Regions from separate parts of the Anser cygnoides genome. Here region 1 is linked to region 2. A link is a contact called in public Hi-C data. All regions are on one chromosome and are shown on one strand. The core of a region is the stretch at or near the end of the contact, and the rest is flanking DNA. Distances in the headings are between cores, read along the strand shown.

The links. A called contact is a pair of places that touch in the nucleus more often than the background predicts.
Region 1: a Hi-C map of liver shows a contact between it and region 2, with 5 times the contacts expected there. The contact joins the promoter of PHKB here to the promoter of LONP2 in region 2. A contact is called at or near these places in 2 of 7 Hi-C or Micro-C datasets (both in liver).

What each region holds. Positions count from the first base shown.
Region 1 is chr12:19,347,071-19,351,471 of Taihu_goose_T2T_genome, reverse strand. PHKB (phosphorylase kinase regulatory subunit beta) reads left to right here and starts at 2,494. Exons shown (of 31, transcript XM_048073395.2): 1 at 2,494-2,648. The coding sequence starts at 2,564. ITFG1 (integrin alpha FG-GAP repeat containing 1) reads right to left here and starts at 2,447. Exons shown (of 18, transcript XM_013186856.3): 1 at 2,208-2,447. The coding sequence starts at 2,394.
Region 2 is chr12:19,164,010-19,168,742 of Taihu_goose_T2T_genome, reverse strand. LONP2 (lon peptidase 2, peroxisomal) reads left to right here and starts at 1,533. Exons shown (of 15, transcript XM_013186832.3): 1 at 1,533-1,815; 2 at 2,678-2,912; 3 at 3,722-3,853. The coding sequence starts at 1,583.

The sequences.
Region 1 (4,401 bases), core at 1,245-3,744, 180 kb before region 2:
CCATTAGCATCAAAGGGATGCGAATCCATTAGCATCACAGGGATGCTAATATCAAGACTATTCTTGGGGGCTTAGTGTTAAACTTCTCTTTGCTATCGCTGCCACATGGCTTGAAATAGAACTTCCCATACTAGATTAGTAAATGTTACATGTGAAAAAGTAATAGGCATCAGTTCTACACAAACATTTAAATCATAAAAGCTGACGTAAAGAACTCTTAAAATACTGTCTCTGACATAGCAGGATCTGATGCTGCTCTTCCAAGCCTGCTGACAGAAGAACCTTAAAAGAAACTCACAGGAGTAACCTGGTTCCACACAGCACTTCCTCATTTAGAGGCAATGATATAAGCCACTGTCATTCAGTTACTACAGTATAATCTAAATACAAGCCCATATTTCCTGTTGCACAAAGAATTGTATTGGGGGAAGAAAAAAATTCTTAAACTACAATTTTTTTTTCAGTCAGAAAAAAAATCATAATTCATATAAACTTCTGCAAGTAAAATCATACTTCACAGCTGAAGAAATACAATTTTTTTTTTAATTTTTTATTTTTTTTTTTTACTAATCCTTTATGATGTTTTTCTGCATTCTCCAAGAAACTCACCTGGAGCATCCCTAACCATAAGATATAGGTTGCCTAAGGGAAAATAATTCTACAGTTCCAAACTTAAGCTACCATAGCGTACTTCAAGGGCTTTGCTCTGTGGCAAATTTCACAGCTGTGAAATATCAGAATAGAAGCTTTTTGGGTATGAAAAAGGAAAATAACTGCCATAAACGTATTTGCAAAGGAGAATATGCCAACAGATGAGTAAATGAAAACAAACCCTTTCCAAATGGATAGAGGCAACTAGTGCAGTTCCATCTGGCAAGCTAACGCAGCCAGGGTTGCATTGTACCTTCACAGATGATTGGAAAAGCTGGCACGCTGTAAGCTGAAGAAGCTTGCTGGCTGGTTAAAGCTTTTGATAATAAAGATGTAGGTTGACTGCTAAAACTTACAATTCTGATTTCACACTATAGTTTTTTACCTGCCTTTTTATCATCTAGGTGGTAAAGTAATGATGTTGATGAAGCAGATTGATCCTTACACATAGCAGGCTCCAAGTTAATTATGTTTCTCTGAATTGAGATTTTATGGCCTCTAAAGATGGATTTATGCAAATTTTGGCTCAGAGCTCATCAGCAGTCAAAACAAACAGAGTACTGGAAATTATCTGATGAGCAGAAAACTGAAAGCAGTATGGCACTACATCAATCCTCAGTGTAAATATCTAAAAGCTGTCTACAGTTGTCATCCTCTCATTTCAAAAACAGCACAGAAGAAAGGGAAAAAAAAGTACGGAGAAGTGTGAGGAAAAGGGCACAGTTTCCATACAAACAACAACTCAGTAGCTTAAAAATTCTGTGGTCAGGATACCACAGAAGTTTCCAAAACTCCCCAGTGAAAAGCAAAAGATGAATTACTCACTGCCCTGTACTATTGGAAGAGGCATCAAATACGAGTAGAAAGCAGTGGATTCAACAGGCAAGAAGTATGAGTTTCTCCACTTGTCATACTTTTATGAAGTGATACAACCCATGTCTGATGTCCACAGACGGTGCTGACCTCTAGTTTGCTCCCACTGGGGTCCTCTCCCCAACCTGAGCCTCAGCAGAGACCCCCAGCAGCTGACAAGCCAACAGCCTTGTGCACGGCTACTTTCCTTTGGACTTAACAACATCCAAAGCAGGCTAACATCTAATTTATCCTCCGTACAACCATGAAGTGTTCTTCATCTCTACTTCCCAACAAATTGTGGAAGCAGAAGAAGAAGGTCTGGAGGAGCAAAACCCTCCGCTCAGCCAGATGATGCTTTTACCTATCTCAGACCACAAAGCCAACTATAAAGGTAAATACCTCTTCTCCTAAATAAAGCCCTGCTCCAGTGCAAACCGCAAATCTGTTTCTCCATGTCGGGAACACCTCGGGAGCAACACAAACGCCAATTTCAGCCCCGAAAGCAGCTCTGCTAGTCAATACCATCACCTCCAGCAGCACCACCGAGCGGCCGAGGCAAGGGCCGACCGCTGCCCTTTCCGACACGGGCACCGGGCCGGGCTGCTGCGACCCCTGCCCCAGCACCCGCCCCCCGGCTCCGAGCCCCGCGCCGGCCCCGGCCACCCCCGGGCACCCCCTGCCCACACCAGCGCCGCGCTCACCGCCGCGCAGCACGAACAGGTCGGTCTGCTTGTCCGAATTGAAGTCGCCGAACGCCGCCAGGGTGCCGTGGGCCTCGGCACCGAAGAGCTGCGCCGTGACATTCTGCAGCGCCGCGCCGGGCCCCACCAGGACCGCCAGCAACACCAGGGCCGGGCCCAGCCACGGCACACAGCGGCCGCCCCCCATGGCGCAGCGGCTCTGCCCGCCGCCCGCAGCGCTTTACGGCAACACCGGGGAGGGCCCGGCGCCGCCGCCACTCCATCGCGACGGTTTCGCGACAGCGGCCCGGGCACCTTTACGGCCGCCGCGGGTAACGGGGCGCCGGGCCGTGGGGAGCGGAGCGCAACGCGGCGGGATGGCGGCGGCCGCGGCGGCGGCGGCCCACATGGCCGATGTCAGCTGGAAGATGCTGGAGCTGCGGGCTCGCTCGAAGCGCTCAGGTCTGACCTCTCGGCTCGGTCCCGGAGCCGCCCCGCGGCTCCCCGCTCTCTGCCCTTCCCCTCGCCTCGCCTCACCTCACCTCACCTCGCCTCACCTCGCCTCACCCGGCGCTGCCCCGCACGGCCGGGCACCGGGCGGCCCCGGGGGCTGCGGGGTTGGGTGAAGGGAGCTGCTGCTGCTGCTGCCGTAGCATCGCTCTTGGGCAGGTGGAGCGCTTTAAAGCACGGGAGTGCCAGCTGCTGCTGCCTGGTTTTCTATGGAAAAGCATTTATTTATTTGAACGTGAGAGCTTCAGGTACTGAAGTCAGTCTGCAGGGCAGCGAGGTTCTGGCCTCAAGTGCAAGGGTGAAGTTTAGGGAGTTGTCTTGAATGTCCAAAGCTCAAAGACCCCTGTTCTCTTTTCTCTTTTAAATTAAGTACAGTAGTAGTAGGACTTTACTTGCTAATGTTCTGGTGGAAACAGTTTTCCAAGTGGTCCCTGTGCTGTTTCTGTATTTGGCATACATGCTTGCACAACTCATGATTTGATTTGTGCTGCTGTCGTAGTGACAGGTCAGACTGAAGAAGGTGGCCTTCCTGAGGGCCCTCCAAGAAAGTGCAGTGGTTACCGAGTGCTCTGATTGGTGAGACTTTAAGAATTCTACTTATGTATAGTATTAATGTGCACAATACCATTATTAAGACTGTCCACTAAATGAATTCCTATTTTCTGGCTAATTATGATTACACGGTACTGTTATCTGAAATTGATTAGCGAACGTAGCCATAGAGCTCTACAAAATACAGTCTGGATCCTGCGCGTTTGGAGTGTGCGAGTCCCGAGTCACACAGCAGTGTGCTAACTTTGCGGTTCCCGTCCGAGCTGGGCTCTGTCACTGCAGAAGGCATTCAGGTGGTTTTGAATGCTTGACTTTCTTTTATCTGCTGCCGCCTTCTACTTATTTATTAAATATCTAAGAAAGTTTTCTCTGATAGTGACAGATTGTTATCGTAGTTCAATTCCTCTTTTTCCTACTTAGGGATCTTGTCACTTATATAGAATCCAAAGAAATTTGTTTATTGGAGAAATAAAGCTTGTTTTAGTTGAAATGCTTTTCTGATAAATGAGTTGGTGTAAAAATTAATTTTTCTTTGTGATCTTTTAGGTAACAATCTTATCTAAAAATGAAAATCATGTTCTTGTTTCTCAAATTCCCTACTACATCTTTATAACTATTTTGAAGTTTGTGTAATTTCAGAGCTCTTACTCTTCCTTTCTGGCGTTGTCAGAAGGAGCCATGGTTGTTAGCGTCATTGAAATTGGCTGAAACTCCCCCATGCTGTTCTGAATTGGATGAGGGCTATGCTGACAGTCCCAGCTCACAAACAGTACTGTTTCTTTTTTTTTAATACCTTGCTTAGAGTAAGATCTAATAAACATGGAGCCTTTATATTTAGTAAACATGGAATATAGACTCGCATGAAATGCATGAATGATTCATGTTTTACAGCCAACAGCAAGGTATCATTTAAGACCCTATCCTGTAGGAGGTAGTGCATATCTTGATGATTATGTGTATTAAAATATGTTATGTTGTTGCCAGTAAGAGCAAGTTTTCTTGAGAGCTTTTTCTTTCCCTTCCTTGAACAATAAAATACTGTTTCAATTGTTGCTACTGTGATAATTAACAGTTAGGAACAGGTTACAAATATGTTCAGCAGTTGGCCAGTCTACAACCTCTGAAATCTCAGCTACTTTAAAGAGCCTGAGTT
Region 2 (4,733 bases), core at 284-2,783:
ATTCATCAATAAATACGATGAGCAAATGTTTAACCTTTAGGTTTGGTTTGTGTTCGCATTCCAAACTAATATAATTAGAGAAGCTTAAACATATGTGAATGTTGAACATATGTTTACAGAGTAATTATGTTTAACATCAGGAAGTTCACAAAACATTTTCTATATTCTTGTGTTAAGTACTCTTTTGCATTAGTATTTTCTAAATGTCATGTTGAATAGTACATTAAATTCTAGGTTCTTTCTAAGTTGTCTGAAGTGACTGTTTTACAGAGAAAAAATTTTTCTCAGCTGTAGTAATTTCTTGCATTTAACCATTGTTATTACTTCCATATGTCTTTTTACTGTGACATTTTCTTCTAGTAGGCCAACAGATTAAGGCATTAATAAACTGCGTGACTAAGCAAGTTTCTTACTGTAGCTATACTTGTGCGTTTCAAAGTGCCAGCTTGTATAAACAGTCCTTGCTACTACACTTTCACCTTTGTATAGGATTACCTTTGTTCAAAGCATACCGAGTCAGTCAGTGATTAACAAGGGATTGGCTAACATAGCTCATTGCATTATGCAATTTTAATATTGCACCTCTTTTCACCAGTGGAGGGTAGGGGGAAAAAAAAAGGGCAAGTTTCTGCAATCAGCTTGTTCATCTGAACTCTCCATAGGCCTGAGTGCTCACAGTCCATCCCTCGAGCAGGCTTTTGCATGAATGAGCAAAGCAGTATTACTAGAGCAAAAGGAGCTAGACACAGCACAGCTGTAACAAATGGTGTTGCCTCCAGCTCTGCTGAACCCCATTACACTGCACTGAATGTTGCCCTGCATTAGTGGCGTCCTGGGATCAGCCTCAGCCCACAGGTGGCCCTGTGAAAAGGCGGGGAGTGGATTTGGCTGTGTCCTGGGCACCACCACTTGGTGCTTGAATCCTCGCGTGGCGAAAGCTTGAGGTGAAGGTTTGGGCCTTGGTCCCTATACTGCTGCAGAGGGGTGTTTCTGCATGTCTTCCGTTGGGGTCAGGGCTGCCTGGAGCACTGGGGAGCCCCTGCCCCAACAACAGCCTAAGGAAAGAGGGCCTGGGCCAAACATGTGGGAGCCGTGGGAGCGTGCCTTTTACTCAAGGAACTAAGCACTTGCAACCAGTAAATGGAATCCCCAAAGCCTTGCCTTTCACTATTTACCTTTCTATTAATGGAGCCTAATGTTATTACAAACTCATTTATAGCACTTTTTGGTGTTATTTATTTATTTAACAGGCACACAAAAGGAAACCCTGAGCCTATTGCAAGAGCTAGCCTGCCATCTGGTGGCCGAGGCTGCCGAGGCACAGCACTGTCCCCGTGCCATCACCCCCAGAAGGGGCGACAACAAAACAAAACAACCCGAGGTTGGGCCGGGGCCCGGCGCCTGGCGCGGCGGCAGGCGGGGCCCCTGAGAGGACCGGGCCGCTTGGCGGCAGGTGCCGCGGGGCCTCCCCTCCAGGCCCGTGCCTCCGGGCCCGGCCGGTCCCTCTCGGGTGCCCGTAGCGGGCGGGGCCGGGCCGGGCCGTGGGCGGGCGGCGGGGCGCAGCGCAGCGCAGCGGGCGGCCATGGCGGCGGGCAGCGCCATCCAGATCCCCAGCCGCCTGCCGCTGCTGCTCACCCACGAGGGCGTCCTGCTGCCCGGCTCCACCATGCGGACCAGCGTGGACTCGCCGCGCAACATGCAGCTGGTGCGCAGCCGGCTCCTGAAGGGCACGTCGCTGCGCAGCACCATCATCGGCGTCATCCCCAACACCAGCGACCCCACGTCCGACTGCGACGACCTGCCCTCCCTGCACAGGTGCCACCGCCAGCTCGTCCCGGCCGTCGCCTCGCCCCGGCTGGCACCTCCGGGGAGCCGGGCCTTGGGGACGGGGCTTTGCTGCTCGGCCTCCCTGGGGCTGCCTCTCCCCTACCCGGAGCTTCTCCGGAGGGGACGCGGTGGCAGGGACTGGGGGGCTGGCGCATGCCAGAAGGTTGGGAAAGCAAGACCGGGGTGCAAGAGAATAACGCGATTCGATAAAGTTTAGGGTCATTAAGGCTCTACCCATATTGTTTTTTGTTGTGGTTTAATAAAAGTAACACAGGTAGAGACCTAGGTTCCTAAAAGCTAATTATATTTCTGTGGGATGAAGTACAAATAGAACTAATATGCTTTATTCCTTACAAAACTTTGTTGCATTAGTGGATTCAGTAACGTTTTGCAAGAATGTATTTTAATTCTGCTTAAGCAGGTAGTTTAATCATAGTTTAATCAGGTAAATGTGAACTAAAACATTAATTCTGGATGAGACAGACAATTTCACTGAAGAACAGTAGTTTACAAACGCTCCGTTTTCTAGTGCAAATAGTTCAAGCAGAAAGGTAAGCATTCCTTTCCTGTTCCAAGATCCCTTAAATTATTTATGAAAAAGTTACTTGTTCCCAAAAAGGATGTGTGTATTATATTGCTATTGTTAGTTTGTCAGTTACCTCATTCCTTTTCAAGTTTTAAGGTTTGGTTTTGTTAATTTGTGTGCAAAAGAGGTCATGTAATTCTGTTACCTTTGTTGATAATGAACTATGACCTCAGAGGTCCTACAGTTCAGTTTCTTGTTGGTAAGGGACACGTGAAATGTTCTGTGGAAGGTGCCGAGTAATACAAAGATTTGATCTGTTTTTAGGATTGGCACTGCTGCTCTGGCAGTTCAGGTGGTTGGCAGCAACTGGCCCAAGCCGCATTATACATTGCTCGTTACGGGCCTCTGCCGATTCCAGATACTGCAGTTGCTGAAAGAGAAGCCGTATCCAGTTGCTGAAGTTGAACAGTTGGATCGACTTGAGCAGTTTACTAACCAGCATAAATCTGAGGAGGAGCTTGGAGAGTTGTCAGAGCAATTCTATAAGTATGCAGTACAGGTAAATTATTCTAATCCTATTTAGTGTATCGGTGTACTTCTGCTTGTACTTAGACTTTTCTTTGTTTCTTCTTTTTGCCTTTCTCTCCCCCCTCTATCATGTTTTTCAGTGACAGGTAAAGTTTCAGTTCTGCTAGAAAATAAATTTTTGACATAGCTTACGGTTTCTGTGTTGGGTTCCAGGGTCTCAGTACAGTTCATTGCAGGATGGGTGTAAAATGCATATATTAGTATTACAATAGCTTGATAGTGTTTCATATATGGTAATGCTATAAGTATACTCTTGTAAAAGGAACACTTGAATAAGTGTTTTTTCCAGGATTCATGATACACATAACTGATTTATTTACTTTTAAGTATACGTTATAGTATTTATTAATTTTAAGTATGTTATTAAACAGGAAAAAACATATAGAATCTTGATTATAAACAGTTGTCCCCAGGGTATATTGAATTTGTGTTTAAAGGAAGCGGAGAAGAAAAATTATAATAGCCTTAAGGTAACTGCAAATATTTGTAATCAGGATGTTTGGGGGCTACTAAGAGATGTAGGCATTGAAAAAAGCACTGGAAACTATGATGATACTTTTGAACTTCTTGAACCAGTAGAAAGCCCAAAGTCTCAATTGTCCTATGCTGAGTTAGTGCTTCTTCTGCGTGCAGTTTTTTTCTATGTTTTTGGTAAAGCATCTAGACACATTTCGTACTAATACTTAAAGATGCACTGCTTTTTAGGTCAGATAGTTGCTTACATAATTTAAAAAGAAACATCAACAACTAAAAATATTGTTCATTGTGTGTTCATTACAGTTGGTTGAGATGCTGGATATGTCTGTTCCTGCAGTTGCAAAGCTGAGACGTCTTCTGGACAACCTGCCTAGAGAAGCTTTGCCAGATATACTTACTTCTATCATCCGTACATCCAACCAAGAGAAGCTTCAGGTATTGTGTTTTTAAACTATTTAAGGAGAATTAGGTGTTGGCTATTTTCTTATAGTTAATCACTTTTTAGATAATTTTGAAGTTGCTTACACATGATATTGAACAGCAATAATGTCGTGCTAGAAAGTATTTGTGTTACAACTGATAGTGAATATATTTAACAAATTTCGTGCTGTTTTTAAAATATTTTTCCTTATGTCTTTATGTCAGAATTCACCTAAAAGTTAAATATTAGTTAGTGCTGGAAACGGATTATTTTATACAACAACCAGAAATAGAACATGGATTTCCCAATCCCGTGGTAAAGATTATAAATCTATCTTCAAATTGTGTTGAAATCTTGCTTGCTTATCAGAGTTGACAGATCACTATATATTTAATGCTAAGAATTTCAGGATCAGGTTCCTTTTAATCATTTTAAAAAAAACATTTAAACTTGTGGCTTTTTAAATACTGAGACACTAGTGAAATTCGCATCTTATGTCACAATAATGTTATATAAAAATAATGCTTATGTTAGGATACTTACTAGTCTATCTATAGTTAATTGCTGTTTTTGTAAGTTGTGTTGTTCCTTTTCTTTTGTCGCTGCCAGTGCTATGAACTCAACTTTCAATTGAAAACGTAACATAAATTGTTTCAGAGTACAACAGATAAAAATAAATGCAGTACTTTGAAGAGAAGTTGTGCACTGTAGCACAACCTCCTGCTAGAGGAAGGTATATCAAACAACAAATTTACCATGTCCAGTTTTTGTCTGAAGTGATAAAGAAGAGAGCAAGTAGTGGAAGTTGTGGAAATAGAGCCAGATTCTACCCATTTCCGCACATTAACATAATTAAACATGAAAATAAAATAATGTATAAAGTCAAAAAAAACA